Regions from separate parts of the Capra hircus genome. Here region 1 is linked to region 2. Evidence: chromatin contacts called from public Hi-C data. All regions are on one chromosome and are shown on one strand. Each heading gives the region's core, a stretch centred on a gene start, on an enhancer-like site or on the middle of the called end of the contact. The rest is flanking DNA. Distances are from core to core; before and after follow the strand shown.

Region 1 (7,646 bases), core at 4,974-7,473, 140 kb after region 2:
CACCTGCCACTGGTTTTCCTGGAAACACTGAAATGCTTTCTAAATTCAGCATCTCGGTGGGCTGCACCAGAGAGGTGCCGGGGGACTCTGGAGTGGAGCCTGACCTAGTTCTCCATCCGGCTGAAGCAAGGAATCAGTCCGATTAATTATTCAGCCTGGTAACAACCTGGGCAGCCAGGGAGGACCCAAAGAGCATTTCTACACTGACCCCAATGAGCACGTCAGCTGTTCCTGCTGTTTCTCCCCAGACTGTCTGCAACGTGGTGAGCAACCAAGCAGAAAACAAGACACCCGCCCTCTGGAGCCGTGGGCCCGCTAGTACCGCGTACTTAACTCTCCCTGTTTCCTACTTTTCAGGGCAAGATCATTTGACGGGAAAAATTCGTCCTATGCTAACATCCTATGCCGATGGCTTACGCTATCGAAGTGAACACTCATCATAATGACTAACACGCATCTGGTGCTGACAGCGTGCCAGGCACCAACAACTGACCTGTAATTGAAATCTCGTCTACAACGCCCACCTCTCTGCCTGCCTGCCTGCCTGCTCACCACCCCTTACTGGTGGTCAGTTCACGGAGGGGGGCTCCCAGCCCAGGTGATCTCTGTCTCTAGTAAATAACAGGCTCCGCCCCTAATAAACACTCTAGAGACCTGCAAGGTCAGGGGCAGGAATACCAACCACATTCCCTATGGTTGGGAAATGCTCAGCTCATGCACAGTGATGGAATCAGAGCTAAGTTATCTAACGGAAGTGGGGAAAGATGTGCTGCAGTTTAGAGGCGGTGCCTTTAGTCGTCTCTCACGTACAGCGTGGGGTCATGCAGGTTTCTGAGATTTAAGGCTTCGGTAACTTAAAATCCTTAAATGAAAATGTAAGAGCTCTTTCAAAGCCCTGCGCCTTGATTTCGCCCTCTCTGTGTGCCATTCCAGCTGGCGATGACTCCTGCAACCGCTCCCTCGGCTTTATAGAAAGTGCTTGCTAACTCACCGCTCTGCCACATGGGGAAAGCAATCGTTCTGAGATTTAAGGGAACCCAGGTTTGAACCACTGATGTGCTGAAGGCTCAAAGGGAGATCACACTTGGTGGGGTGGGGGGTAGGGCTGAGATCTGACTCTGCACATAAATATTCAACCATTGCTGAGGTGTCTTTGCTTCCTCACTCTTACTCAGGGGAAGCAAAATCTCCCCATTCTTCCTTACCAAGTGGTCTCTGGCAGATGAGCCAGTTCAGATGGGCAGAGCTGTGGCCTGGCCTCCTCCTGTCCCCTCAAGCGGGGGTGGGGGAGGATTCATGCCGGAGAAGGGGACAGTGCTATCGTGCTGGATTCCGACTTTAAACTTAAAACACGTGTGAGCAGCACTGAAATCATGAAACCAACGTGTCTTGCTTTTAACTTAACACATAAGATGTGCACTTTTACACAGCAATGAAATCATGACATCCATACGCTTTTAACATATTTCTAAGCATGATTATGTTGAAGAGCAATATTCTCACTAGTGCTTAAATGGGATTTCAGAGTGAGGGAGGGAATTTCCATTTATTGCACTCCTATGTTAGTGACTTTTTATAAGTTATCTAATTCAATTTGGTTTAATTCTCATAACCAAGTAAATGAGTTATTCCACCCGTTTTTGAGAAGAAATAAACTCCAGAAATGGTATGGACCTAACAGAAGCAGAAGATATTAAGAAGAGGTAGCAAGAATACACAGAAGAACTGTACAAAAAAGATCTTCACGACCAAGATAATCACGATGGTATGATCACTCACCTAGAGACAGACATCCTGGAATGTGAAGTCAAATGGGCCTTAGAAAGCATCACTACAAACAAAGCTAGTGGAGGTGATGGAATTCCAGTTGAGCTATTTCAAATCCTGAAAGATGATGCTGTGAAAGTGCTATACTCAGTATGCCGGCAAATTTGGAAAACTCAGCAGTGGTCACATGACTGGAAAAGGTCAGTTTTCATTCCAATCCCAAAGAAAGGCAATGCTAAAGAATGCTCAAACTATTGCACAATTGCACTCATCTCACATGCTAGTAAAGTAATGCTCAAAATTCTCCAAGCCAGGTTTCAGCAATACATGAACTGTGAACTTCCAGATGTTCAAGCTGGTTTTAGAAAAGACAGAGGAACCAGAAATCAATTGCTAATATCTGCTGGATCATGGAAAAAGCAAGAGAGTTCCAGAAAAACTGGAACTATTTCTGCTTTATTGACTACTCCAAAGCCTTTGACTGTGTGGATCACAACAAACTGTGGAAAATTCTGAAAGAGATGGGAATACTAGACCACCTGACCTGCCTCTTGAGAAACCTATATGCAGGTCAGGAAGCAACAGTTAGAACTGTACATGGAACAACAGACTGGTTCCAAATAGGAAAAGGAGTACGTCAAGGCTGTATATTGTCACCCTGCTTATTTAACTTATATGCACAGTACATCATGAGAAATGCTGGGCTGGAAGAAGCAAAAGCTGGAATCAAGATTGGTGGGAGAAATATCAATAACCTCAGATATGCAGATGACACCACCCTTATGGCAGAAAGTGAAGAGGAACTAAAAAGCCTCTTGATGAAAGTGAAGAGGGGAGTGAAAAAGTTGGCTTAAAGCTCAACATTCAGAAAATGAAGATCATGGCATCTGGTCCCATCACTTCATGGTAGATAGATAGGCAAACAGTGGAAACAGTGTCACACTTTATTTTTTGGGCTCCAAAATCACTGCAGATGGTGATTGAAGCCATGAAATTAAAAGACACTTACTCCTTGGAAGGAAAGTTATGACCAACCTAGACAGCATATTAAAAAGCAGAGACATTACTTTGCCAACAAAGGTCCGTCTAGTCAAGGCTATGGTTTTTCCAGTGGTCATGTATGGATGTGAGAGTTAGACTGTGAAGAAAGCTGAGCACCGAAGAATTGATGCTTTTGAGCTGTGGTGTTGGAGAAGACTCTTGAGAGTCCCTTGGACTGCAAGGAGATCCAACCAGTCCATTCTAAAGGAGATCAGTCCTGGGTGTTCATTCGAAGGACTGATGCTAAAGCTGAAACTCCAGTACTTTGGCCACCTCATGGGAAGAGTTGACTCATTGGAGAAGACTCTGATGCTGGGAGGGATTGGGGGCAGGAAGAGAAGGGGATGGCAGAGGATGAGATGGCTGGATGGCATCACTGACTTGATGGACATGAGTTTGAGGAAACTTGGGAGTTGGTGATGGACAGGGAGGCCTGGTGTGCTGCAGTCCATGGGGCTGCAAAGAGTTAGACACGACTGAGCGGCTGAACTGACTGAAACTCCCAAAGGAACCCTGGCAAGTCTAAGGTTATCTAAAACGTTTTGCAAAGTCTGACTCTGGTCATCACACAGAATGCTAACACTTGTGTAGTGGTGGTGAGGAGGGGATTGGGGTGGGGGGGACTGAGGTGGAGGACAAGAGTGTCACACGCAACATTTATTACGAGCGTCTGTGTGTATATATTGGGTGGGAAAAATCCACTTCTCTTTTACTACTCACACAGAACACATCAATTCTGATCCATCTAATCATCAAATGCGCAGAAGCTCTTCTGCACCCAAGCAAGTCTCTGCAACACCAGAGGGGTGTGCTACGATTTAACTCAAGCCTGACACTCTCTACTTAGAGGGACAGTCAGATCTCACAAGTTAAGGTCTCAGACCCACAAGGCTGCTTGCCGCAACCCCCACCCCTCAGACACTAATCACTAAGTCTGGGTTGTCACCTGTGCTTCTGACCAAGCAGTTATAAACTGGAGACTCCCCTGATCCCTCCTTAGGATTAACTTGCTGGAGAGGTTTACAAAACTTGGAGGAAGTTTACTTACTAGATTACCTGTTTATTATAAAAGAATATAACTCAGGAACATGCAGAGAGACAAAGACAAGGTAAGTGAGAGGGCGTGGAGTTCTCAGGCTCTCTCTGGATCAGGCCACTCTGCCAGGGCCTCCACATGTTGACCAGCTCAGAAGCTCTCTGAGCCTTGCACTTTAGGGGTTTTTATAGCAACGTCATCCAATAGGCATGACTGTTCATTAACTTTCTTTCTATCTCCTCTTCTAAGCTTTTAATCATGGCTTGGTCATTCTGGTGACCAGCCCCTACCCAGGAGCCTACCTAGAGTCACATCATTAGAATAAAAGACCTTACTATCATCTAGGAAATTGAAAAGGATTTAGGAACTCTGAGTCAGGAACCAGGTTTAGATGTGTGTGCATGTGCAGGGAGGGGAGGGCACTTTCTTTTACAATATTTAATCAACTCATGGCAACATATGAGACAGATGTTATTACTATTCCTATTTTACAGATGGGGAAACTAAGGCACAGAGTGCTTGTTATAGACTGAATTGTATCCAAAGCTATGGTTTTTCCAGTAGTCATGTATGGATGTGAGAGTTGGACCATAAAGAGAAATGAGCGCTGAAGAATTGATGCTTTTTTTTTTTTTAGAATTGATGCTTTCGAACTGTAGTATTGGAGAAGACTCTTGAGAATCCCTTGGACTGCAAGGAGATCAAACCAGTCAATCCTAAAGGAAATCAGTCCTGAATATTCATTAGAAGGACTGATGCTGAAACTCCAATACTTTGGCCACCTGATGCAAAGAACTGATTCCTTAGAAAAGACCCTGATGCTGGGAAAGGATCGAAGGCAAGAGAAGGGGATGACAGAGGATGAGATGGTTGGATGGCATCACTGATTTGATGGGACATGGGTTTCAGTAAGCTCCCGGGAGTTGGTGATGGACAGGGAGGCCTGGCGTGCTACAGTCATGGGGTCTCAGAGAGTCAGATATGATTGAGCATCTGAACTGAACTGAATGTCATACCTGATATGAGCAACTGAACTGAACTGAGAATTCATATATTGAAGCTCTCAGGCCCAGTGTGGTTGTGTATGGACACAGGGCAGTTAAAGAGGTACTAAGATTAAATGAGGTCATAAAGTAGGCTTAATGCAGTAGGACTAGAGTCCTTATGAAAAGAAAGAGACACCAGGAACGTGGGCACACAGAGAAGGCCAAGTGGGGACAGAGAGAAGGCCGACGTCTGCAAACCAAGAAGAGGCTCTGGGGAAAATGAAATCTGCCAGCACCTTGACGCTGGACTTCCAGCCTGCAAAGGGTGAGAAAATTAGTTTCTGTTGTTTAAGCCACTCGATCTGTGTGGTATTTCGTTATGGGAGTAGATTCATACAGTGGTATATAAACTTCAGGCAACCAGCTAGCATATAATGAAGCCGGTATTCAAACCCCAGTTTCAGTTCAGTTGCTCAGTCGTGTCCGACTCTTTGCAACCCCAGACTGCAGCACGCCAGGCCTCCCTGTCCATCACCAACTCCCAGACTTTACTCAAACTCATGTCCATTGAGTCGGTGATGCCATCCAACCATCTCATCCTCTGTTGTCCCCTTCTCCTCCTGCCCCCAGTCTTTCCCAGCATCAGGGTCTTTTCAAATGAGTCAGCTCTTCGCATCAGGTGGCCAAAGTACTGGAGTTTCAGCTTCAGCATCAGTTTATGTAGCAACAAATTCCTGTCATCATGCCACGCTGTCTCCTAGGAGCTGCAACAACGTTGGTTTTCCTAAAGTGGGGAGAGGAAGGGGGGCAGGTAAACTTCACTCTACACCCAGAGACCTCAGAGAGGGTCTACAACCCCTCCCTCAACCCCACAGGCCCTCCCCTTCGTTCTTAGGTCGGCCAGAGAAGGCTGATACCAGAGGTCAGGAGGCCTGGTCCTACTCTGAAAGGCCCCAGATGATTCAAGGGCGGAAACATGCGCAGAAGAAGGAAAATCTCCTTGAACAGAGAATGAGGGTTTTTCAAGCCTCCCTAGGCCTCGATTTATGGCTTCCAGCTGGCTCTGCTTCCGATGGCTCAGAGGTCTAGGAGAGCCCCCACCACAAGTCCGGAGGTGGCCTAGGTGCTTTTGCTCACATTTTCCACCAGGGGGCGCCATCACACTTCTCCCTCCCAACCCCCAACTCTGAGGGTAAAGGAGTCTCCACCGAGGTAAAGCAAAAAAATAATAATAATCAACTGCCTGATGACTGTGCCCTCATCCCTCTAGGCCGTTGTACTGCTGCTCACATTGTGTTCTAGGAAGTCCTAGGGTGACCAGATTCAGCAACAACCTGTGGGAGGGACCAAGGGGCAGCCAGTGTGGGGCTGAGGCCTCTGGGCCCCTCAGCCAGGGTCCTGCTCTTTCTCTCACATGAAAGGTTCCTTCAGTTGAAGACAGGCCAGCATCTCCTGGTGATGTCCACAGTGACAGTCGCTAATCTATTACTGAACAGGGTGACTTACGACATTATGAGGAATTTAAATACGTTAAAAAACAAACACCAGAATGCCAATTTACTCATTTACAGAGTAAAGTGTACGTCTCACTCATTGCTCAGCCTGGCTCACAAGAAGATTCATCCTCTGGAGGAAATCCACTCAGTTCTGACCACCCGCTGACCGCAGGCTGAGTAGAGAGGCAAGCAGAGGAGCCTGCTTCAACATCCTAATGGCTAGGATACTTGGAGACTGATAGCTAGTGCAAGGCACAGGCCTCTGGGTTGTGATATAATACGTAAACAGTAGATTGTATTAGTCATTTCCTGCACAGGAGCCAGCCTGGCATTTGGAGGCCTATTTTTATCAATGGAAAAGTTGAGTGGAGGTGGGCTCAACCAGAAGATTTGGCCCAGTGTTTCCACAATATCACAGAACAAATTAGATGTACGTGCATATTTAAACATATCTGCAAGTACAGTGCATCCAACAAACTTATATGCAGTCGTCATCATCTTTCTAGCAGTCACCATTTAGCCAGTGCTTTCTCTGTGCTGAGTATTTTGTATTAATATATAAAATTAAGAGCCTGGGCTTGGCAGGGAAAGCAAGGCAGCCCTGACATTTATAGATCACTTTCGCAATGCTTCATAGCCTACGACAGGTAGCACAACACGTGTTCACAGTCCTACAGAGCAGCAGTTCTTTATTTTACATGTGAGAAATCGAGTCTGGAGAACCAAGCAGAATCACCCTGGGCCACACAGTAAACAAGCAGCAGCCACAGTGTGATCTGAGGCTTAGTTCTCAAGGCAGACTGCTGTGTTGTCTTGACTTTACAGAAGAGGAAACCAGCTCAGTGAGGTTCAGCAAAGGGACACATCTGGGGACCGGCTGGACCTCCCCACCGTCAGCAGTAGCTGTTCTGGAAACAGAGCACTCCATCCATAGGAGGGTCTCCAAGAACAAGCCTCTTCTGTGGACCTCTGAACGCCCCCCACCCCAAAGAGGGCCTGACACGAGCTACACGCTCACTGAACATTTGTCAAATAAAGATCCTTGGGCTGGAGACAGACTGGAGGACGGTGGCAAGAGAGCAATTGAACTGCCTGGACCGCTATTCTCCGGCTGCTCCCTTGGCCAGTTAATTGATCTAAGTGTCTGCCTCTTTGGAGGGATAACTCCACAGATGCTGCTGAGAATTCCGCCTTGAATGGGCAGAGAGCCTAGCACAGAGCAAGCGGAACCTGGACTCTGAAGCCTGAGCACCTATGTCTGAATTCCAGCTCCCCACTTAATTCTTGAGTGACGCAGCTTTCTCACCTGCAAAATGGAGA
Region 2 (7,171 bases), core at 2,366-4,865:
TAACAAGTTGCAGTGAAACTGAGCACAACTTTTTATGCCCAGATCAAACTGAAGCAAGTGAGCAAATGTGTTTTTGTTTAGTTTTGTTTTTTAATTTATTTATTTTAACTAAAGGATAATTGCTTTACACTATTGTGTTGATTTCTGCCATACATCAAACATGAATCAACCATGGGTATATTATCGTATATTAACGCATATATATGGAATCTAGAAAGATGGTACTGATGAACCTATTTGCAGGGCAGCAAAGGAAATGCAGACATAGAGCAAATGTTTTTTGAATACCTACTTGACTAACACACAGGAGCTACTCTGATTCAAATACAAGGAATGTTAATTTACAAATATTTAATATACTCTACCCCCTGGGGAAAGAAAATTACTCCTTTAAGTTCCTTTGCAGAACGCTCCAGGTAACTAACCTTTAATTTTCTACATCGTCTCTGACTTAATGTTCTGATCATATTACAGAGTGCAATTTAAACAAATACTATATTTTTTCATATGTGCTTTCACAACAGCTGAATCCACATACCTATCTCTCCGGTTACTTTTGTAGAGTGCTCACTGAGATTTGATATGCTTCCCTCTAGTCCTCCCCTCCAATACTTTAAGTCCACAATGAGCCCATAAACCAGGAAAGGTAAGGAGTCAGGGTTAGAGTAAATAGTAACCACGAATTCACTAACCCACAACTGTTGGCCTAAGCTTTACTTTGGGGATAAAGACTCTCATTAAATCTTGTTTTTAATACAGTGAGTTGTCACATTGATATATCATTTAAAAAAACAAACAAAATACCAAACAAGAGCTACTCAAACTATATTTTGAAAAACAATAGTATTTTAAAGTTTATAGTTAGCTTTTTATCTCACATTTTCCACAGATCATACTGTGTACTGTGTGATGCATAATAAAATATACCATGACCCTTAAAGATACCTTCATACTTATAATCTGTGCATGTGAAAGAGTGATATTTTGCTCTTTCTGGGAATAAAAAGAAATAATAAAACTTAAAAGACACAATAAAACTATTTTATAGAGTGTGTGTATTGTTCAGGTTGTGCAAGTAAGGATGGCAGAAGTGTATACAATAAAAAATAAATATATACAATAAAAAATAAAGTGTCTCAAAATACAAGTATACATATCCATTAATTTCCTGAGAGTAAGGTCCCCAATCATTCTATACATTTTTTTTTAACCTTTAGGACTGAGGAAAGTGTGAGGCACATGGTAAGAATTTAATACACATCTGATAAATGAATGAATGAATGCACATATACATACACAAAATATTATGGGAACATAAAGTAGGGGAGACTCCACATTGAGAATAATGGGAGTGAGTGAACTGGTGGGTGATGGGGTAGGGCAAACAAATTTGTAGCCAATTGCTACTAATAGTTCCCCAATATCCATTCTCCCCTTCTTAACAATAGAGGGGGAAAGGAGGAACTAACTATTGAGCTACTACTTTCCAGACAATCTTGACATACATCATTCCATTAAATACTCACAAACCTCCTCAAAGGCAGCATTATTATTCAGTCTGCCTTATAGGTCTAGAAACGGAAGCTGAGGGATGTAAGGACTTGCCTAAGGTTACACAGATAATAAACCAAATGCCAAAGTCTAGCCCTTCCTGTTTAACACATGGAGAAAGAACCAGTGAACACAATTTAGAATCTCTTGAGCGACCATACTGATCTTGCTGCTGCTGCTGCTAAGTCGCTTCAGTTGTGTCTGACTGTGCAACCCCATAGATGGCAGCCCACCAGGCTCCCCTGTCCCTGGGATTCTCCAGGCAAGAACACTGGAGTGGGTTGCCATTTCCTTATCCAATGCATGAAAGTGAAAAGTGAAAGTGAAAGTGAAGTCGTATCCGACTCTTAGCGACCCCATGGACTGCAGCCTACCAGGCTCCTCCGTCCATGGGATTTTCCAGGCGAGAGTACTGGAGTGGGGTGCCATTGCCTTCTCTGATACTGATCTTAGTTACATAAATTATGTTTCTTTTCCAGATTGGACCACTTCTACAAAGAAGATGAACAAAATTTGAGATTCCCAACCAGCAGCAAATAAGGTATTCACTCAAGTATATTTACCATACTTCTTGCTGAATTTGGGGCTTGCACTTGCAAGATTTTCCTGTGACTTTGATCTCAGTCCAAAATGAAGAACTTCATTCAACTTGTAGGCTTTGGTTTTTGCTTCATATAGAAAATGGAGACCAAGTATCTAGCAGATTTTTCTTTAAGTAGATATTAGCATCTATTTTATTTTCAATAAAAATCTTATTCTTTAATGATTTCATAATTTTTTTCACTTAAAACGTGAAACGTAATTTGTCAAATTGCACAATCCAATGCCCATTTCTGTTTTAAAACCTAGGACTTTTCTAAACCAGGCAAGAAATGCGAAGTACATACATGTTACTCATCACATGATCTTTATATATTCATATTTGCATTTGTTCATTGAATCATACTGTAAGAAAAATTTGAGAGCTATTGAAGCTCTCAAAAATTAGACCTATTGAAGTCTGTTGGAGAAGTTTCAAAGCAGCAACACAAATGGTATACAGTAGAGGAAAAAAGCAACCTTTTCTTTTTCTCCAGTTTTAGAACATGCACTTTGGAGACAGGTTAACAGGCAATCAATGAAAAGCTTAAGATGCACATAAACTTAAATCTCAGTCAGTTGGTTTTTATTCTAGAAATTAAAGTATTTTTCCGCTACCTTTAAAACTTGAGCACAGCTGGTTTTTCTTTGATGAGTTAGGATGCAGACTTCTCTCCAGGACACTCAAAAATTAAAGTAGCCATATTAAAACCCTTTGGGAGAAGTTCATATACATCCCCAGAGCTATTCTATACTTAGAGGGGTGTGAATTTGCTTGTTTGTAGGCCTATTTCAGCAACATCTTTCTTTGCAGGCAGCTCCTGGGAAGGAAGCTGGCAAAGATCTTTACACAGCTTGCCCTGGAAGGTTTCACGCGTGGCTCAACGGGTAAAGAATCTTCTTGCAGTTTAGGAAAACGGAAGACTGGGCGGAGGTTCCATCCCTGGATTGGGAGGATCCTCTGGACAAGGAAATGGCAACTCACTCCAGTACAGTATTCTAGCCTGGAAAATTCCATGGACAGAGGAGCCTGGAGGACTACAGTCCATGGAGTCACAAAGAGTCTACTACGACTAAGCGCAGCACAGTCATTCCTGGAAGGGTCCCTCTAACGTGGTATCTGTGGTATCTATTGTTCTAAAAAGTGTGGAAATACAGTCGACTTGTCTGTTTTTTTTTTACCTTTTCTTTTCTTCAATAGTTCTACACTGAGCTGTTTTAACATTTCCTGCGTGCCCGCTAATCCGCTAAACTAGGTGTTGTCAGCAACACAAAATTCTTGCTTTCAAGGAGATCACAGGGGACAAGTTGGAGAAGAAGGGTCACTTGTGACTCTGGGGAAGTCGAGGATCTTCTGGGCTGCGCAGTCCAATTATGCAGGGGCCTTCAACGTGAGGCGGGGCTGGCACAGGTGTCCGGGGTGAGAGAGGAGGAGCAACTCAAGAAAAAAAGGAAGCGCTGGCCAAATCCCGCGGGAACTGCCCTCTGGCAGCGTTCCCTCCCCCCTCGTCGCACCCTTGGTTGCCACGGAGACCCCGGTCCTGGGCCGGCTGACTGCCGCAGACAGGGGAGGCCTACCTTTCCGCGGCCGGAGCCGGCGGGCCCACCAGCCTCGTGCTCTACCCGGCTCAGCTGCCGCATTCGTGGCGACGACCGTGCTGGCGGGCGGATCCCTGAGGCGCATCCTCCCTCAGGAACCCGAGCGAAGCGAGAGCCGGGGGTCGCGACCCCCCTGCCCCGGCCCCGGCGGGTGGGAGAAGCTCATTTGAACCAAACTGCCTGCGCGGACCACCGCGGCAGCCCTGCAGTCCCGGGGCCCCCGAGGGCACTGTGTAAGATTCCAGCCACCGGGGCCCGAAGTGCTGCTGCTGCCGCGTCTCTGTTCCCAAAGCCCCGGGGAACATCCGCCCTCTGGGGTAAGGGAGGACTCGCGGGAGCCAGTGAAAGGAGCGCCCGAGGGGCCGCAGGTGCGGCTCTTGGGGGAGCTCTGCACCAAAACGGGCCTCGGTTAAGGTCTCGTAGCTTCGGAGGCCATTCGGAGCCGTCTCCACCCCTCTCCCTTTGTGAGTGTGTGGAGGTTTCCCGGCTTGAAGTAAGGGATGCTCGGGGCGGCCAGGGAATGCCACCGCTGGCTCTCTAGGGCCACACGAGGTGGGTCACCAAGTGTGGTCCTGCGGAAATAGTGGTTTAACCAGGATAATCTTTTTATTTTCACAGAGACGATGCTTGAACAAGGAAAACCATTTCCCGGAACATCTGAATTGTAATTCAAGCTTGAGTTACCTAGGACAGTCAGGGGGGCAAACATGTTTAACTCCGCAAATGAACTGGAGTTTTTGGAAGAAACAACCGCTGAGATCTCCCAACTCTCTTCGCTGGCACTGTCAGGTGACCCAGCCTGCGGCGAAAACAGCTCAACTGGTTCACCCGAAAAAACTGGCTATCCGGACTCCGTTTACATTCTGGCAGCGAACATTTTTCAGGGCACTAGACTCGAAAAGTCACCAGAGAAAGCCTTAATAAAGTATGGAAATAAGCCCTTGCCGTCCTCAACCGAATCGGAGGATGAATCCTTTCAGCGTTTGTCCTATGAGTTGGCTTTCAGTGCACTTAAGTGTGAGTAGTACCAGTTTTGACAGCACTAAAAGAGAATAATGAGAGAATTTGTGAGGTCCATCGAACCTCCTCCTCGCACCCTCACACACATACACCAGGTTTTGTTTTTAGGCTTCTGAATATCTTTGGTCAGTTGCAGATGTCAAGGCTTTAAGGAGAGTTTCCAGCAAAACAATCTCTTTCAGTCAGATATGTTTCCCACTGTAGATTTCCCTGTGCTTAGGTGGGTCAAAATTAAGATGATCCTATTCACTGCCATTTTTTTTGTTTACTTTGGGAAGCTTGTAAATTTATTCTTCCAAATTTTTGTAGAAATCCCTTTTAATCTGCCTCCAGGATTTGAGGTGTAATATTGCAGATTTCCTCGATGGTGGGTAATTATCAACTTCTGAGAATGGAGTTGATTCCAGAACAAAACCAAATATTTTTCCTATGAGAGTAGTCAAAGGGCCTGGAGACAGGTTTTAGTACTAGCCATCAACTATAATACAATATAAACTGTAAAGTTTGTACTGATTTGTATACTGACTGAAAAGAAGTTCTGAAGAAGTTCCAGAAATGTTTGGAGTATTATCAGCATGGCTAAAATGATAAAACTTCCTAAAGAGACACCTAGAAAGGGCATTACATGCATCATTTACTTACTGTTAATACTGGGCCTTGCACATCCTTGCTGAGAGGTGGTTAACAATTGCTCAGTTGAATTAAAATGTCCCATTAATTACTCAGCTATAAATGTATGTTTTTGGTTGTCTACAGACATGATGTAGCTCAGTTCTGAAGCCAGGAATTTGTCATCACAGAGAAAAATTTGTGTGATGTTCAGAGGCAGCTTCTCTCTGAGTTTCATTTCTTTAGTTTCTGCTTGTGATCTTTTTTTTTTTTTTAATCTGTCTTAGCCATTTTTCCCTCCTCCAGTTTAAACTTTCAGATTCTATTTCATCCCTTCCCTCCTCTTCTTTTTTAAAACTTAGATTTAAAGACCAACCGGAGTGTTGGTACTTTAAATCACGAGTCAAATTAACATTTGAAGATTTTCTCCTTGCAATAGTGAGATACACATTAGGCATCTGTGTCAATTAATTGATATTTAATGTTAATGCCCAAACTCTGTTACAGACAATTTCTTCCTGATAGAGTATTGAATCTTACCTTTGTGTGTGCTGTGTGTGCTCAATTGCTCAGTCATGTCCAGCTCTTTGTGACCCTATGGTCTATAGCCCGCCAGGCTCCTCTGTCCGAGGGATTTTTCAGCTGAGAATACTGGAATGGATTGCCTTTAGAAATCAGTAATAAAAGCCTGAGATTATTCTTTGTAAAATTAATCCATTGATTAGATGGTCATGTTGTAGTAATGTGTATGGTAGATTATCATTTTCTTTCTCTCAATCTTTATTTCTGTTTTATGAAAGTGTCTTGTGACTGACATTTTTTAATAACCCAGATTCCATTTAGATAAATTATTGTCATTTGTTGTTGTTCAATCGCTCAGTTGTGTCCGACTCTTTGCGGCCCCATGGACTTCAATATGCCAGGCTTCCCTGTCCTTTACTATCTCCCGGAGTCTGCTCAAACTCATGTCCATTGAGTCGGTGATGCCATCCAACCATCTCATCCCTTGTCATCCCCTTCTCCTCCTGGCTTCAGTCTTTCCCAGCATCAGGGTCTTTTCCAGTGAGTCAGCTCTTCACATCAAGTGGCCAAAATATTGGAGCTTTAGCTTCAGCATGAATCCTTCCAGTGAGTATTCAGGACTGATTTCTTTTAGGATTGACTGGTTGGATCTCCTTGCAGTCCAAGGAGCTCTCAAGAGTCTTATCCAACACCACAGTTCAAAAGCATCAGTTCTTCGGGACTCATCCTTCTTTATGGTCCAACTCTCACATCCATACATGACTACTGGAAAAAACGTAGTTTTGACTAGATGGACCTTTGTTGGCAAAGTAATGTCTCTGCTTTTTAACATGCTGTCTAGGTTGGTCATAGCTTTTCTTCCAAGGAGCAAGCATCTTTTAATTTCATGGCTGCAGTCACCATCTGCAGTGATTTTTGAGCATAAGAAAAAGCCTGTCACTGTTTCCCCATCTGTTTGCTGTGAAGTGATGGGACTGGATGCCATGATTTTGGTTTTTTGAATGTTGAATTTTAAGCCAGCCTTTTCACTCTCTTTCATTGTCATCATAGGCCTTTATAAACCTACTTTTTCTTGAAATGTTCATTTTATAAGTTCAAATTCTAAGATGAGATGGCTTTGGTTGTTTACTTGGTACAGCTGTTGTTTTCTTCTTAATGATAATATCTTGCTTTAAATTATCATCTGAATAATTTCCGAATATTCATATGGGATGAAGCTAGAATTCCTAAATGCAGTGGATTTCCAAGGTAATTAAGGGCCTGATATTTTGCTTTAAAATATTGGAGGTTT

Evidence for each region. Hi-C and Micro-C count contacts between places; a contact is called where the count stands out from the background.
Region 1: a contact with region 2 is called in a Hi-C map of liver, with 2.8 times the contacts expected there. The contact joins the enhancer-like site here to the promoter of NSUN7 in region 2. A contact is called at or near these places in 3 of 5 Hi-C or Micro-C datasets (blood and liver).

The regions. Positions count from the first base shown.
Region 1 is chr6:60,366,683-60,374,328 of ARS1.2, forward strand. The region is part of intron 10 of APBB2 (amyloid beta A4 precursor protein-binding family B member 2); the gene reads right to left. Among named protein-coding and RNA genes, the nearest start is that of NSUN7, 130 kb to the left of the region's middle. Within about 2 kb of position 6,224, at least 1 of the 5 cell types and tissues checked has an H3K27ac peak or open chromatin away from gene starts, as enhancers often do.
Region 2 is chr6:60,232,724-60,239,894 of ARS1.2, forward strand. It overlaps NSUN7 (putative methyltransferase NSUN7), which reads left to right and starts at 3,616. Exons shown (of 12, transcript XM_013964602.2): 1 at 3,616-4,046; 2 at 4,348-4,746. The coding sequence starts at 4,437. LOC106502194 (a long non-coding RNA gene) reads left to right here. Exons shown (of 3, transcript XR_001295785.2): 2 at 2,031-2,092; 3 at 2,945-3,099.